Regions from separate parts of the Sus scrofa genome. Here all the other regions are linked to region 2. Evidence: chromatin contacts called from public Hi-C and targeted proximity ligation data. All regions are on one chromosome and are shown on one strand. The core of a region is the stretch at or near the end of the contact, and the rest is flanking DNA. Distances in the headings are between cores, read along the strand shown. Region 1 overlaps LOC106508926 (protein transport protein sec31-like). Region 2 overlaps SPTBN1 (spectrin beta chain, non-erythrocytic 1). Region 3 overlaps LOC106508926 (protein transport protein sec31-like).

Region 1 (4,248 bases), core at 1,355-3,854, 250 kb before region 2:
CAAAGACCTTGTTGGCAAGACACAACTCTGTTAGTAGTTCTGCCTGGTAAGTCCTCCTAGTCAGCTTAAACTGTGGGGAAAGGTGAAATAGTCCCACTGGGTCTTCAGAAGAAGAAAGTTCTGTTTTCAAGGCCTCTTCTCTTGTGGCTCGGTGGAGAGGAAGCCTGGGGGGAAGGTGGGCTGGGACCCACCAAGACCAGACAGGGCTCCTGACGTTCTTGGGAACTCTCTGGAAGCCTTGAGAGGTGAGGCCCAATCCCCAGAGAGACGGTCTACTGGTCAGCTTTGGCCACACTCTGGGCCGCCTGCCAAGGGAACTGTTTTTATTGTTCCCAAATGTCACTCCACCCAAGGCAGAATTTTCAAAGATTCCTTAGATGAATGGATTGCTCCTTGTTTTCTGAAGTGTGTTATGACAGGCATTTGATCTGTGCCTCTTTTGTAATTCAGGAAAAATTCCTCAGGGCCTAGAGGATGACCTTTAACACAGAGCAGCGGACACTGTTATTCCTTTCCAGACAGTTTCATGGTCTCTGATGGGTGGAGAGAGACATTTTCTCACAGATGTATCCATGTTTTGGCCATTCAAGGAGGAAGAAAAAAAATCCATCACTGTTCTGAACATTTCCTTGTTGGATTTTGAGCCTCCCAAATAGGAAAACGGGGAGGGTTGAGATTGAGAAAAATACTAAACTGGGCCAGAGCCCCCATGGAGTGAGAGGTGCCATGCAGCAGGGCCTAGGGGCTGACAGCCTTCACTAGGGTCTGGCTTCTGTTGGGTTTTTAGGGGAAAGTTAGGCCTGTCTTCTTTCACACCCTCAAAGCCCCACAGCCATCTAGGCTGGGAAAGGAGGTGGAAACATTCGGGCCTGGCATCTGCTCTGGCCCTGGCTCTGAAGGGAGCAGAGGGTGCACTGATGTGTCCAATCCCACGTTCCTACTGGCTCTGGGGAAAGGGCTCGACCCCTCCCCACCTTCCTTCCAGAGCAAATGCAACAGTCTGGAAATTTTGAGCAGAGAGGCTGGGGGCCTGCAGGAGTCACACCTGCTTTCACAGTTGTCTGCTTCTTGCCTCTAGTAAATTTCAGACATGCTGGTGGTGGGTGAGGGCCGAGGCAGCCGTGTTGGTGTCTCTTGGGAGGACAACATCAGTGCCAGAAATACAGTGGCTTTGCCAGGAAGCTAATCCCACACTGTGGGTGGGCACGGGTGTGGGCCCAAGCAGCCTGCTGCCTGGGGAGCAGCTGTGCTGGCTGCCATGGGAAAAGCTGAGTCTAGGGAAGCAGGAAAGCAGGTTTCCGAGTTCCAGCTCAGTCACTTGCCAGCTGTGTGACCTTGAGAATGTCACCTAACCTCTCATTCCTTCATCTGCTCTAGGATGATAATACGAAGAGCTACATCAGTCTGTCATAGTGAGGAAGGAATGAGATAATGCATGTAGAGTGCTTGGTAAACAATAAGAGCTGCTAACATGTTTGAGGGTGCTGTGCACCTGGTACTGTTCCATGAACTTCACACGTCTTAATGGAATCCTCACCAACTCTTTGAAGTAGGTTACTGTTATTATATCCATTAAAATGGGGTAACAGATAAGGAAAACGGGGCTCAGAGATATTAAGCAACCCGCCTCTGGCTGAACTGTTACTATGCAATGGAGCTGGTGGTCACACCCATGCAGTCGGATTCCAAGCCTACCCTCTTATCTTAGCAATAACATTATAATGTGGGAAACTTCCATGTGCATCTTCAGCTTCAAGGCTTCCTTCCTCCTTAACCTAGTATTTCCTCAGTTGCTATGATCTGTGGAGTCTAATAATGTCTTATATATGTGCTCTTATTTTTATCCTCTCAAACTTATTGTGCTGGTTTTAAAACAAGACCTGAATTTTTTGATATTTTTACTGAGAGGAGTCTGTGTCCCCTCCTCTTGAATCTAAGTGGGCTTGTGACTGCTTAGACCAATAGACCAAGGCTGAAATGATGACATCAGATTTCCAAGGCTAGGTCACAAATGGCCATAGTCCACTGAGCCACCCTGTAAACAGTTTGACTTCCCTGAGGCTGCCATGCAGGGAAGGCCCCTCGCAGGTATTCCTACCCTTCCTGGGCTGAGCCCAGCCTTCCAGTTTTCTCTTACAAGGTGCCAGATAGATGAGTGAAAAACATCTTGGGAGGGGCTCCTGCCACTCCAGCTTTCCCAGTCCCTGCCATCCAAGTCATCCCCATCTTTCCAGAGGAGGTCTCAGATTGGGGAGCAGAGATGTGCCATGCCCACTGTGTATAATAAAATGATCATTATCACTGGCCACTAAGTTTGGGGTCATTTACTGCACTGCAGTAGATAATTGGAACACTCATTATGTTCCAAATCAGACTCATCCCTGCCTGCCAAGTTCCCCATCCCTTATTTCTGCCTTTCAGTTAATGGCATCATAGGTTACCCAATGGGCTAGAGACTTTCACATTCCATCTCCGGTTAGTCACTGAGTTTTTTTTCATCCATCTGTTTCCTGTTTCCTATTTCCACTGCCTCTGCTTTACTGAGCTCAGGACTCATCATCCACTAATCCACAGGCAATGGTCCCCAACTGACCTGCCTGCCTGTAGCTTCTCGTACCCTGGGCATTCTCTGTACTTCGGCTGGATTTGCTCTTTGCAGACCCCTCTGAGTCTGATGAGTCTCAGCTGGAAACCTACAAGCTCCCCACTGCTGCCAGAAGGACTTATAAGAACGTCACAGCCAGGCAGCCTCCCTCTAACCAACCATGCCCCTGCCCAATGCCCTGTGCTCACACCTGGAGCTACTCACTCTTTCCAGGATATCCAGGTGTGTTCATGCTTCTGTGCCTGTACCCCATATTGTTCCTTCTGCCCAGACTGCCCATGCCTTCACACCTCCCCCACGTTTGTAACATTTTTTTTTAATCCCGCCAAGGCCTAGCTCAGATATCACCCTCTTTAAGCACCCCCTTCACCTACTCCCGGCAGAACAAACTGTTCCTTCCTGTACATCCCAGTTTCCAGTTTGCGTGTCACTTTGGAACAGGTACTTGATGTTTATTTGTCTCTACACTCTGCACCTCCAGGGCCTGCTGTGTCGCCTGCCTGGCATACAATATGTGCTCTATCAGTGCTTCTAGGATTTCCACTGCTGCCGCCCCTATTCAGAAACTAATCTCCACCTTAGTAGAATTTGTCTTCTTAAAATACAGCCCCCAACAGGCCACCTTTCTCTCAAAAATGTAGGTGGCTCTCCACTGAATGAAAACAGAACTCCTTAGCATGGCATCTATGGCCTACACGGATGTCTGTGGGCTAAAGGAGACTTAGTATAATGGCTGAGTAGTTAAAGTTACCCATTAAGTTGGGTGGGTGTTGCCCACCTCTGCTTCTGACCTTCTCTCCCCTTGTCTGTACCCACATATTCTCCAGAATGGCACGTCCTCAGTTTTTTAGTTTCTACTCATATATTTATCTTCCTGATAGTCTCTTTCTCTTGGACAATGTCTATCCTTCATCCTTCCATTCCTGCCATCAAGTCTCCATATCAAGTCTCAGGAGTGCCCAAGAGGATGTCAGACAGCAAGTTCACTTTATTGCCCACTGCCAAGGCAATGGCTTATAGACACTTGACATCAGAAGTATCAGGTTAAAATGGATGGACCTAGAGATTATGATACTGAGGTAAGCCAGACAGAGAAAGACAAATATCATATGATATCACTTATGTGTGGAATCTAAAAAAAATTATATAAATGAACTTATTTATAAAACAGAAATAAACTTAGAGACATAGAAAACAAACTTACGGTTACTAAAGGGGAAAGGAAAAAGGGATACATTAGGATTAAAATATACACACTATTATATATAAAATAGATAACCAACAAGGACCTACTCTATAGCACAGGGAACTCTATTTTGTAATAACCTATAAAGGAAGAGAATGTAAAATATATGTATTTATACACATATATGTATAATTGAACCACTTTGCTATATACCTATCATTTGCTATATACCTGAAACTAGCATAACATTGTGAATCAACTATATTTCAATAAAAAATTTGTTTTACATATTGGCTCTTTTGCTTCTTCTCCAATTATCTCACCTTGCATTTTACTATGCAACATGCCTCTTGCCGTGCTCTTTTCTTATACTCTCCATAGTAACTGGTTTTATAGTTCTGTCTGAGCATTTCTTGCTCCACACTGTTTAATTCTTACAGATGGGATCTTAAAATGC
Region 2 (4,695 bases), core at 558-3,057:
ACCTGGGCTGCTGGTTTAAACCTGGCCTCTGTGAAATTAGAAAAATAAGAGGCATTTGTTATTTCATGACTTCTAAAGCACTGAAACCCATCACAATGTAGGAGATAGAGTCGAAGTTTTCCAAAGGGGCAGTCTTGCCTTGCAAAGTACCGTTCTCCTCCAGCCTGGACGAGGACCTCTTGTGTTCACAGAGTGTCCTTTTGGTAGCTTATTAGATTTTTAGGCAACATTCTGTGGGATATTAATCCAATCTAATTAATCTAAAAGGTACAGTGGGGATTTCTTTTTTCTTTTTTCTGAATGGTTCTGTCTTCCTTGTTCTAAGAGTCAGGGACTTCCCCCAGTGACACAAGGCAGGGATTAAAGAAAAAGAGCTGAGGGTGGTCACCAGCATCGGGTTGATAATCGCTCTTAAAAGCTTTGGACTGAAGGTCTGTCACTCTTGCCTTACAGGCACACCAGCCGACCCTTGTGGCTACTGCACAAGCCTTTGTGTATGTCCCTCACTCATTTTGGGAAAAAAATTTAGAGCCATTAACCACTTAGGGAAATTTCAGTCACTTTTAATCCTCTGGGATTCTTCTCCTTCCCAGCTTTATGTTATCTGACTCCGTAGATAACTTCATTTAAGTGTAATGAAGGACATGTTGCATGGAAATGTAGGACGTAGGAAAGAGCGCTTTTGTTATTCTGAAATCGAGTTGTAGTTCGAGTTCTCATCCTGCTGCTATTGTGTTTTTTCCTTTTTAAATAAGGAGTATGTCTTGGCCCATACTGAGATGCCCACCACCTTGGAAGGGGCTGAAGCAGCTATTAAAAAACAAGAGGACTTCATGACCACCATGGATGCCAACGAGGAGAAGATCAATGCAGTCGTGGAGACCGGCCGCAGGCTGGTGAGCGATGGGAACATCAACTCGGATCGCATCCAAGAGAAGGTGGACTCCATCGATGACAGGTATGGTCCTGAGGTCCTTAAGGGCTTCTTGCAACCTGGGACTCTCCTGCGTCGGAATCATTGGCTCAAGTCACATGTCTGAATCACTGGTCAGTGTCCTTGGGGCTGTGGTTATAAATTCCCCATTGGGCAGGATTTGGGCACCTAGCAAAATTTAATCTACTCGGGAAAAGAAAGCCTGAGAAATAGAACCAATCCTTAACCTTAAGGCGTGTGACATGAGCAGCCGTGTGGTGTAAGCTGTGCGCTTTGAGAAGTGACACACAACATGTCACCCAGTAGGACCTCAAGAGCCAAGCGCTTCCCCAGCCAAGCCCACACTCAGCTTTATCCACACGTGCCTCTTCTGAGGCCCTTCAGGAGGAAGTGGGGAGAGAGCAAGGTTTGCTTGTCCTGGCTGAGCCACAAAGGAACATCATCAGGCCTTAGAAAATTGGCTTGGACAGTGCTGTAATGGGATCTTTTTCATAATAAGAGCAAAGACCCTTTCCGCCTTCTACTGGAGTCTCTCTAAGATTAGATGCTTTTATTTTATTTCTTTGCAGCTCTAAAAAGATTTTTCTCCTTAACTGAAGGCCAGTGTTCTCTGTTAGCCCCTTACCCTCTCACTTGGCCTTGGTTACCATTAAAGTAGGAGATCTGGGCAGATCTGACTTGGATGCACCGGCCTGGGCTGGTTTTGAGCCCACCACTTCTTGTCTGAGTGTGGCTTATCTGGGTCAGCCACTAGTCTCTGTTCCAGCTGATTTCTGATCCCAGTTTAGGCCGGATTTAAGGTCTCATTGTGAGACTGATGTCATCGAGAAACAAGCTCTTCCCCAAGGCTTCTCTGGCCTCCAAGTGCAGTGAAGAGGAAGAACTTCTTGCAGAGAGCAATTCCTTACTTAACCACATCCAAGAGGGTCTCCTGGGACCCTGAGCCAGATGAGCTTTTTGTGATACACAGTGGAGAGGGGAATTCATTCCTCTTTCCCCGTAAGGATTGAGTTCCTGGCTTTAGGCAGTCTGTCTTCTGCTCCGATTCAGATCCTAAACCTTGTGCTCTAAGGGTAGTACTATGGAATAGGGTATGAGGTATATTAATTATAGTCTTGCATCCATTGTTTTTAAAAGAGCTCCAAAAAAGAAAAAAAAAAAAATCTCTTTACCAAACCCTTCATACTGAGTGTGAGAAACAAGGATTGGGCAGGACATTCTTCACCTGGAGAAAAGAATTTCTTTTTCTCCTAATGTTAAATCTCTTGTTGTTTTGTAAACAAGGTACCCCACATCCCTCGGTGTTAGGTGCACACAGCCAGTTTCCTGGGGGCAGGCTGGGCCGTTGGGGACACGTGTGTTGAGGCCGGCATGCAGCTGCCTGGCAGCTTCCTCGGTTTGTTTATCTGTCCCTCGGTGCTGCAGCTGCAAGGGCTTGTTGGGAACAGGTGGTGTTGTCAGGACCGGAGACTCCTGGATATGAGAGAGCATTTCAGCAGCTCTCAGTTGTGGCCTAACCTTCCTTTTGCCCTTGACTCAGAGCGGGGCTCCTGGGGTTCCAAGACCTCCTGAGGATTTCTGTTGTTAACAGCCGTGGAAAGAAGATCCTTTACTATCCATAAGGGAGGAGGGACAGGGCTTTCCATTGATATCTGCCCTTGGAAGGACTACATTTTCTTATCTTTCTCAGCTGGTGTTGACCAAATTCTGGTTTCCCTTTAATATCCCCAGAGGCTTCCAGATCTGAAACTGACTCCTGGGGATACTGGTCTGTTATAAAAATATACAAATCTGATTTTCCAGGTGGTGTCAGGGCACAAGCTAAGTAAATATCTAAACCTTCAGATCTGATCCTCATCCAGAAACACTCTGACGTTCCCGTGAAGCTATTTTTGTAGAAGGCAAAATCATTATAATATGCTTACGGTCCGGAAATCTCGTCAATTACCCCTGAGTTTGTGGAAATGAAAAATACTAGAACAAAGACACCAACTCTTCAGCAGTGTGGGTGGGGTGTGAGAGGCCCTTAAAGTGCTTGCGGCTGGATGGAAAGGCGCCTCCTGCCCAAGCCCACTCGGGGGTGCAAACAGGCAAGCTTCTTGGCTCAGAGGAAAATTCCAGCCACAGTGCAGTCCTGGAAGAAAAGGAAAAGTGTCCAGTTTCATAAAGGCAGCCCCTATCTCACATAGGAAAAAGAAGCTTAAAAATTATCCACCCGCTTTATTCAGGACCTGTGACTCTTACTTTCCACAAGAACCAGAGTTAAGCCCTGCATCTGCTTCATGTGAGGAGATGCTTTGGAGTCTCATGATTGGAGTAGGAAGTGAGCGATGGGAAGAAAGCAAAAGATGCAAGCTCACCCCAGACAGAGAGCGCTCTTATTAGGGCTCTGTAATAAATGCCACCAGATGGAACCTTGAATGTATCTCTTACATAATCAAGACTCACACGCGCCCCATGGGTTTCTACCTGGACAGCTTTTCTTCAGCAGAAGACAGACCGGCTAAAGCCAGGAACTCAATCCTTACGGGGAAAGAGTAATGAATTCCCCTCTCCACTGTGGGAACCGATGGTCAAGTTCCCTCTAATTAAATCCACGATCCAGCCTTGAAAGACCTTCCCGGGTTTCACTTCCTCTGGAAGCCCCTGGGTAAAGCCATGCTCACTTCTCTCCAGGGTTTTGTGAGTCAGCAGCAGTCTTCACTGTCTGGGTAGCTGTTGTTCACGCCACAGAGCACATCGCTCAGAGGCCTTCCCCATGCCCTCCCGATCCGTGTCACTTGGACCCTAACTCACCCCTTGGCCTGTGCTTCCTTCATGGCACTACTGGGAGAGAAAAGTTGTCCAGGTGGAAATCCATGGGGCCCGTGTGAGTCTTGATTATGTAAGAGATACATTCAAGGTTCCATCTGGTGGCATTTCTCTCTTAGTGAATTTTCTCAGTGTTTGAAGTTATTTTTACTTCGATTATTTCTGTGAGCTTCCAGGTTGCATGTCCTTTTTTAACTGATTCCTCCCCGCCTTCGTAGCATTTTCTCCTGATGCCGGGGAAGGGAATGGGATCTTTTGTTCAAGGGCTTTGACTGAAGGCAGGACTCTTGGATTTTATGCCTTGACTTCAGCTCAAGTTACCTTCCTTCTGATGGTTCACTTTATTTTTCTTAAACCTCCCTACAAATAGTGACTGGAATTTGAGGGTTGGGAACTTGAAGAACTTTTCTCGACATTCCTTCCCCACCCACATTTTTAGATGACTGATTCTTTTAGTCCAAAAATCACTAACAGTCTTTAAAAACTTTTTTAAAATTTTTGATCTCTGAGAAAGGAAAACACTGAAGTAAAGGGACTTTGGCCCTTATTTTTGTTATAAAAGCAACGGTATTAAAAATGGGGGGGCGGGTCACATAGAAACTACTACCTTTTGATCTCATCCTTCACACCTGTCATTTTAGTTTTGGCTTTCCAGTCTGTGCCTTGGAGTTTATATCACTGGCTATGCATAAACCCTTTTCATTTAGCATATTACATAAGTAGCAGTTTTCTATTTCTGCATTTGCCTAAGTGGTATAAACATATTAAGATTCTTCTCCCAGAAACTTGAGAACCCCTTTCAATTTAAAAAGAAAAAAGTCACCCTGTGTATCAAATGTATTGAACAATTCCTGGACAGTATTGCTTCCATTCACATCACTCCCTGTGTTCTGTGGTTGCTGGTACCTGCAGACGCCGAAGGCATTTCCCTTCGGTCCCCAGGCAGATTG
Region 3 (4,291 bases), core at 773-3,272, 180 kb before region 2:
CATATACAAAAAAAAGTGGTAGGAGTTCCTACTGTGGCACAATAGGATCACAGGGTCTCTGCAGCTGCAGGGAAGTGGCTTCGATCCTGGGACTGATACAGTGGTTTAAGGATCTGGTGTTGCTGCAGTGTGGCATAGGTCACAGCTCCCGCTTGGATTCGATCCCTGGCCGGGGAATTTCCATATGCCATGGTGCAGCCAAAAAAGAAAAAAAAAAGAGTAAAAAGTTCCCCAAATACCTAACTTATTTACTATAAAAATGAGTCACACAAATCAATAATAAAAAGATAAACAATTCTATGGGAAAATAAGCAAAGGATATATGTTTATTTCCTGGAAATAAACATATAAAAATATACTCAACTTCACTATAGTTTAAAAATTCAAATGATGAGATAGCAATTTTCACTTCTAATTGGCAAAGATGAAAAAGAGTAGTATTGCCAGGATAAGATGTGATTGTTGGTAAATGTATTGATTGATGTCATGTTTTTATTTTTATTTTTTTATTTTTTGCTCTTCAGGGCTGTACTTGTGGCTTACAGAAGTTCCCAGGCTAGGGGTCAAATGAGAGCTGCAGCTGCCAGGCTACACCACAGCCATAGAAACACAGGATCTGAGCCATGTCTGCAACCTATACCACAGCTCATGGCAATGCCAGATCCTTAATCCATTGGGCGAGGCCAGGGATCGACTCTGTATCCTCATGGATACTAGTCAGGTTTGTAACCTGCCGAGCCACAATGGGAACTGCTGATATCATGTTTTGCGGCAAGTTTGCAATATCAAAGTTGATCCAGAAATTTTTCTCCTGGGAAGGTAACCTAGAAACACTTACATAAGTACACAAAGACAAATGTTCATGGATGATGATAATTGCAGCATAGTTCCTAACAGCAAAAACTGGAAACAAACCACTAAAAAAATGAGGTAGAAATCTATGTACTCATACAGAAAGTGTTCTAAGATATGGCAATAAGTAAAAGCAGAAAGTTACAAAAATGGTATGAAAAATGGAGCCTTTATATGCAAGGAAAAAAATCTAATATGTCATTAGAATGTAAATACTGGTTATTTCTGGGAATGGCATTTTGTACCACCCTCTGTTTCTCCATATATTTGTAATATTTGATAGCATATTAAAGGTAAAATAAAAGCAGTTTTTAAAAAATAATGGTATGAACATCACTGAAGAAGTTCTTCTGCCAAACATGTTAAATCTGAATCTCAACATGAGGAAACAATCCCAAAAATTCAAATTGTGTAACCTTCTACAAGACAACCAGCTCAGACTCCTCAAATTTATCAGTGTTACGAAAAATGGGAAAAGACTGTTCTAGATTAAGAATAACTAAAGAGAGCCAGTAACTACATGCAATGTGTGATCTTTGACTGGATCCTGAATACATTAAAAAAAAACATTATAATGGGCTTTTTAGGACCCAATTGTCTTGGTAAATCTAAGTGAAAGAACAGGACTTCTACAACATACTTTGCAAAATATTTTATAGGAAATGTCTATAAAACTGAAATGCATTGTGCCCTCCATGCTAGGTGATCCCATGGGTACACTGTCTCATTTAATCTTGGTTATTTATAGGAGGGGAAGATGACTTCCCATTGTCATTCAAACTCAAATTATTACTATCACTGCTGAAGGATACTAATATATTCAGTTCTAGAATGTCTTATCTCACATGGATTTCCAATTCATGCCTAGGTGCCAACTAGGATTTATTATGAAGTGGAAGAATTTCACTGCTGGAGGGTATCTTTCAGGTTACAAAGGCTAAACCCTCACGAGCTGACAGATGAGCAAAAGGAACCAAGTTGGCCCATAGTCAGTTAGAAGAAAAACTAGGTTTGTAAATCTTGCCTTCAAATTTAGTAAAACCCTAACGATCTATTTAACCCTTGCCGAAACATCGACAAGGGGCTAGGCATCATAGTGGCCTGCCTTGAGATGGGCCCCTTTTTCAGGGGAAGAGGCATAAAACTTGGAGAGAAATTGCATGACAGTCCTCAAGGTTCGGCGAGCCTCTTAGCACTTGTGATAATGCAGGCAGGCTGCTGAGTCCAAGCCGAACCCAGATGTGCCCTTTGCTTGACTTTTTTATTACGTAAGAAAGCACTAGGCATTCAAGCCAACACTTTTTTCTCTCTAAAAATATTCAGGAGAGAAAAGCGACTGCTTATGGAAGGTGGATAACAAAAGAGTCCTAAATCCTGTTATCTTCCCGATAAACATTTCCTTCCCAACATTCCCAGCGGGCCTCATCCCATCTGGTAGAATGATAGGATAGAGATTAAATCATTTTTCCTTTATGGGAATGTTTGTACCTCCTTCTTGCCTGGACTAAAACTCCAGATTTACATCCTCTATGTTATAGTTCCTTCTGAAAATCATCTCCCGATCTACACGGTGAATTTAAGAAAATTGAAAAGCCCGTCTCTGTAAGAGGATTTTCCTGGCTGGCTCATGCTGACTCCTCAGGTGCCAGTGGAATGTTCTAAAATGTGATGGTGAGAGTGTCATTTCAGGTAGTGGGGCAGGTATGGGGGCAGGTCAGGCAAAAGGCTCTAGAGGGCCCAGGTGAACACTGTGAACGTTTGTAGAGGTAACCCAAGTCAAAGAGGTGGAAGAACACGTGCAATGTCAAGTCAGGAGGCTAGTGAGATGGCTAAGACAAGGGTTTGGAACTGAATGGAAATGGGCTTGTAGGACAGAGAGTTCAGAGCCGGGCAAGAGGTTCCTGGCTATTCCCAGATTCAAGTTGGCATGTGTGGCTTGCCATTTGTGGCTGGCAGGGACTGGTGTCCAGAGGTGGCCAGGATCAGGTGGACACGGAAGAGCCACTGGTCAGTGAACAACAGGTAAGAGCACCAGGGTCTCCATTTGGGTCTGGAGTGAAAACTGGATCCCCACATCCAAGGAGATCAGCAGGATGTGAAGTCAAGGACGAACATGTTGCTCCAATAATCCAGTTTGACAAATCAAGGGAAGAGGAAGAATGCAACATGAAGCCAGGGATAACAGGCAGCCAAGATGGCCAGTGCTGGGGTGGGATGGGCTGGAGTGATGCCAGGGTCAAAGGTTGGACAGGACAGCCACTCTTCATTCTGCTCCTGCTGCTCTGAATAGGAAGTGTCTTGTACCATCATCAAAAGTTCCACCAAAAATGTTATTTACTCTCTTCCTTCAATTAACTGGAATTAAGAAGAAGAAAGGAAATATTTGCTTAATGGGGAAGAATGTATTTGTGTTGACAGGTAGTTTGAGTTAAAAGGAACTCCAGAATTTGAATCCTGCAAGCCTTCCTACTGAAATGTGCTTGGGCAGCAGGAATGAGGGAATACAGGCATAAGGACTGGATGTAATTAGTTTCAGTGGGTTCTCCAGCTGACTTATTGGGGATCCATGGGTCAGATCAAGGTATTCTCTTTAGAAAAACTCTGTGAGAATGCACTCATTTGGGAGAGGGTGGGTAACATGTTAAAACTCAAGCTTTTACAGCTCAGCTCAAAAACATTTATGCTTAAGCCTGGAGAGACTGAAACAAGGATGCTTGGGTTCTAAGGAAGCTGAGGTTCCCAGCAGAGAAGCCTGAGAACACAGGGTACCAACAGGGCAGGGCACAAAGGGAGGATGCTCCCTGGGGGTGCTCCAGAGCCTAAGCAGAGGAGGTAAAGGGTGGGGCCAGCTGATAGGATGCCAGTGCACCTACTTTTACCCCAACTTCTCCCACAGTAGGACCACCTTCGTCTGTTTTGCACATTGGCTTCTTGTGATTTTCTTCCATTTGGCTTTAGATAACTTGAAAACCACCACTTCATACCAACAGCACTGTCCATGTCCATGTTCTCAGCTCTGTATTATATGACATCTTAGTTATTCATGTAGGATCCTCTTCTCAAAGAGTTTACCGTCTCTCTGGAAATCCCAGTTTTTCCTAATGGTAAAAAGGAGAGAATATAGGGTAGCACTTAAGTGCTAAGTGTTAGGGGCTAGAAGTGGATCACAATTGCCAGTAAAAAGAGATCCTTGGGTTATGGAGATGAGGGGCCATGTCGAAAAGGTATAGAAATTTACACACACACACACACCCCAAAAATGGCCGTTGAGTTGAACCTTAAGATGAGGATCTGGAAAAGTGGGGAGGATATTCCAAGCCATGAGAACAGCATGAGCAAAAGAATAGCGTTAGGAATGCTCAAGGCCAGTTTGGAAAATAGTAGACAGAGAAAACATATGGATGACAGACAGTGTTTTCCATTTTCTAAATTACTTCTT

Evidence for each region. Hi-C and Micro-C count contacts between places; a contact is called where the count stands out from the background.
Region 1: a Hi-C map of skeletal muscle shows a contact between it and region 2, with 2.5 times the contacts expected there. A contact is called at or near these places in 1 of 47 Hi-C or Micro-C datasets (skeletal muscle) and 1 of 2 datasets of targeted methods (skeletal muscle).
Region 3: a targeted proximity ligation map of skeletal muscle shows a contact between it and region 2. A contact is called at or near these places in 1 of 47 Hi-C or Micro-C datasets (heart right ventricle) and 1 of 2 datasets of targeted methods (skeletal muscle).

The regions. Positions count from the first base shown.
Region 1 is chr3:86,865,632-86,869,879 of Sscrofa11.1, reverse strand. All of the region lies in intron 2 of LOC106508926 (protein transport protein sec31-like), which reads right to left. Among named protein-coding and RNA genes, the nearest start is that of C3H2orf73, 56 kb to the left of the region's middle.
Region 2 is chr3:86,618,088-86,622,782 of Sscrofa11.1, reverse strand. SPTBN1 (spectrin beta chain, non-erythrocytic 1) reads left to right here. Exons shown (of 36, transcript XM_021088218.1): 17 at 756-958. Among named protein-coding and RNA genes, the nearest start is that of EML6, 83 kb to the right of the region's middle.
Region 3 is chr3:86,799,917-86,804,207 of Sscrofa11.1, reverse strand. All of the region lies in intron 2 of LOC106508926 (protein transport protein sec31-like), which reads right to left. Among named protein-coding and RNA genes, the nearest start is that of SPTBN1, 18 kb to the right of the region's middle.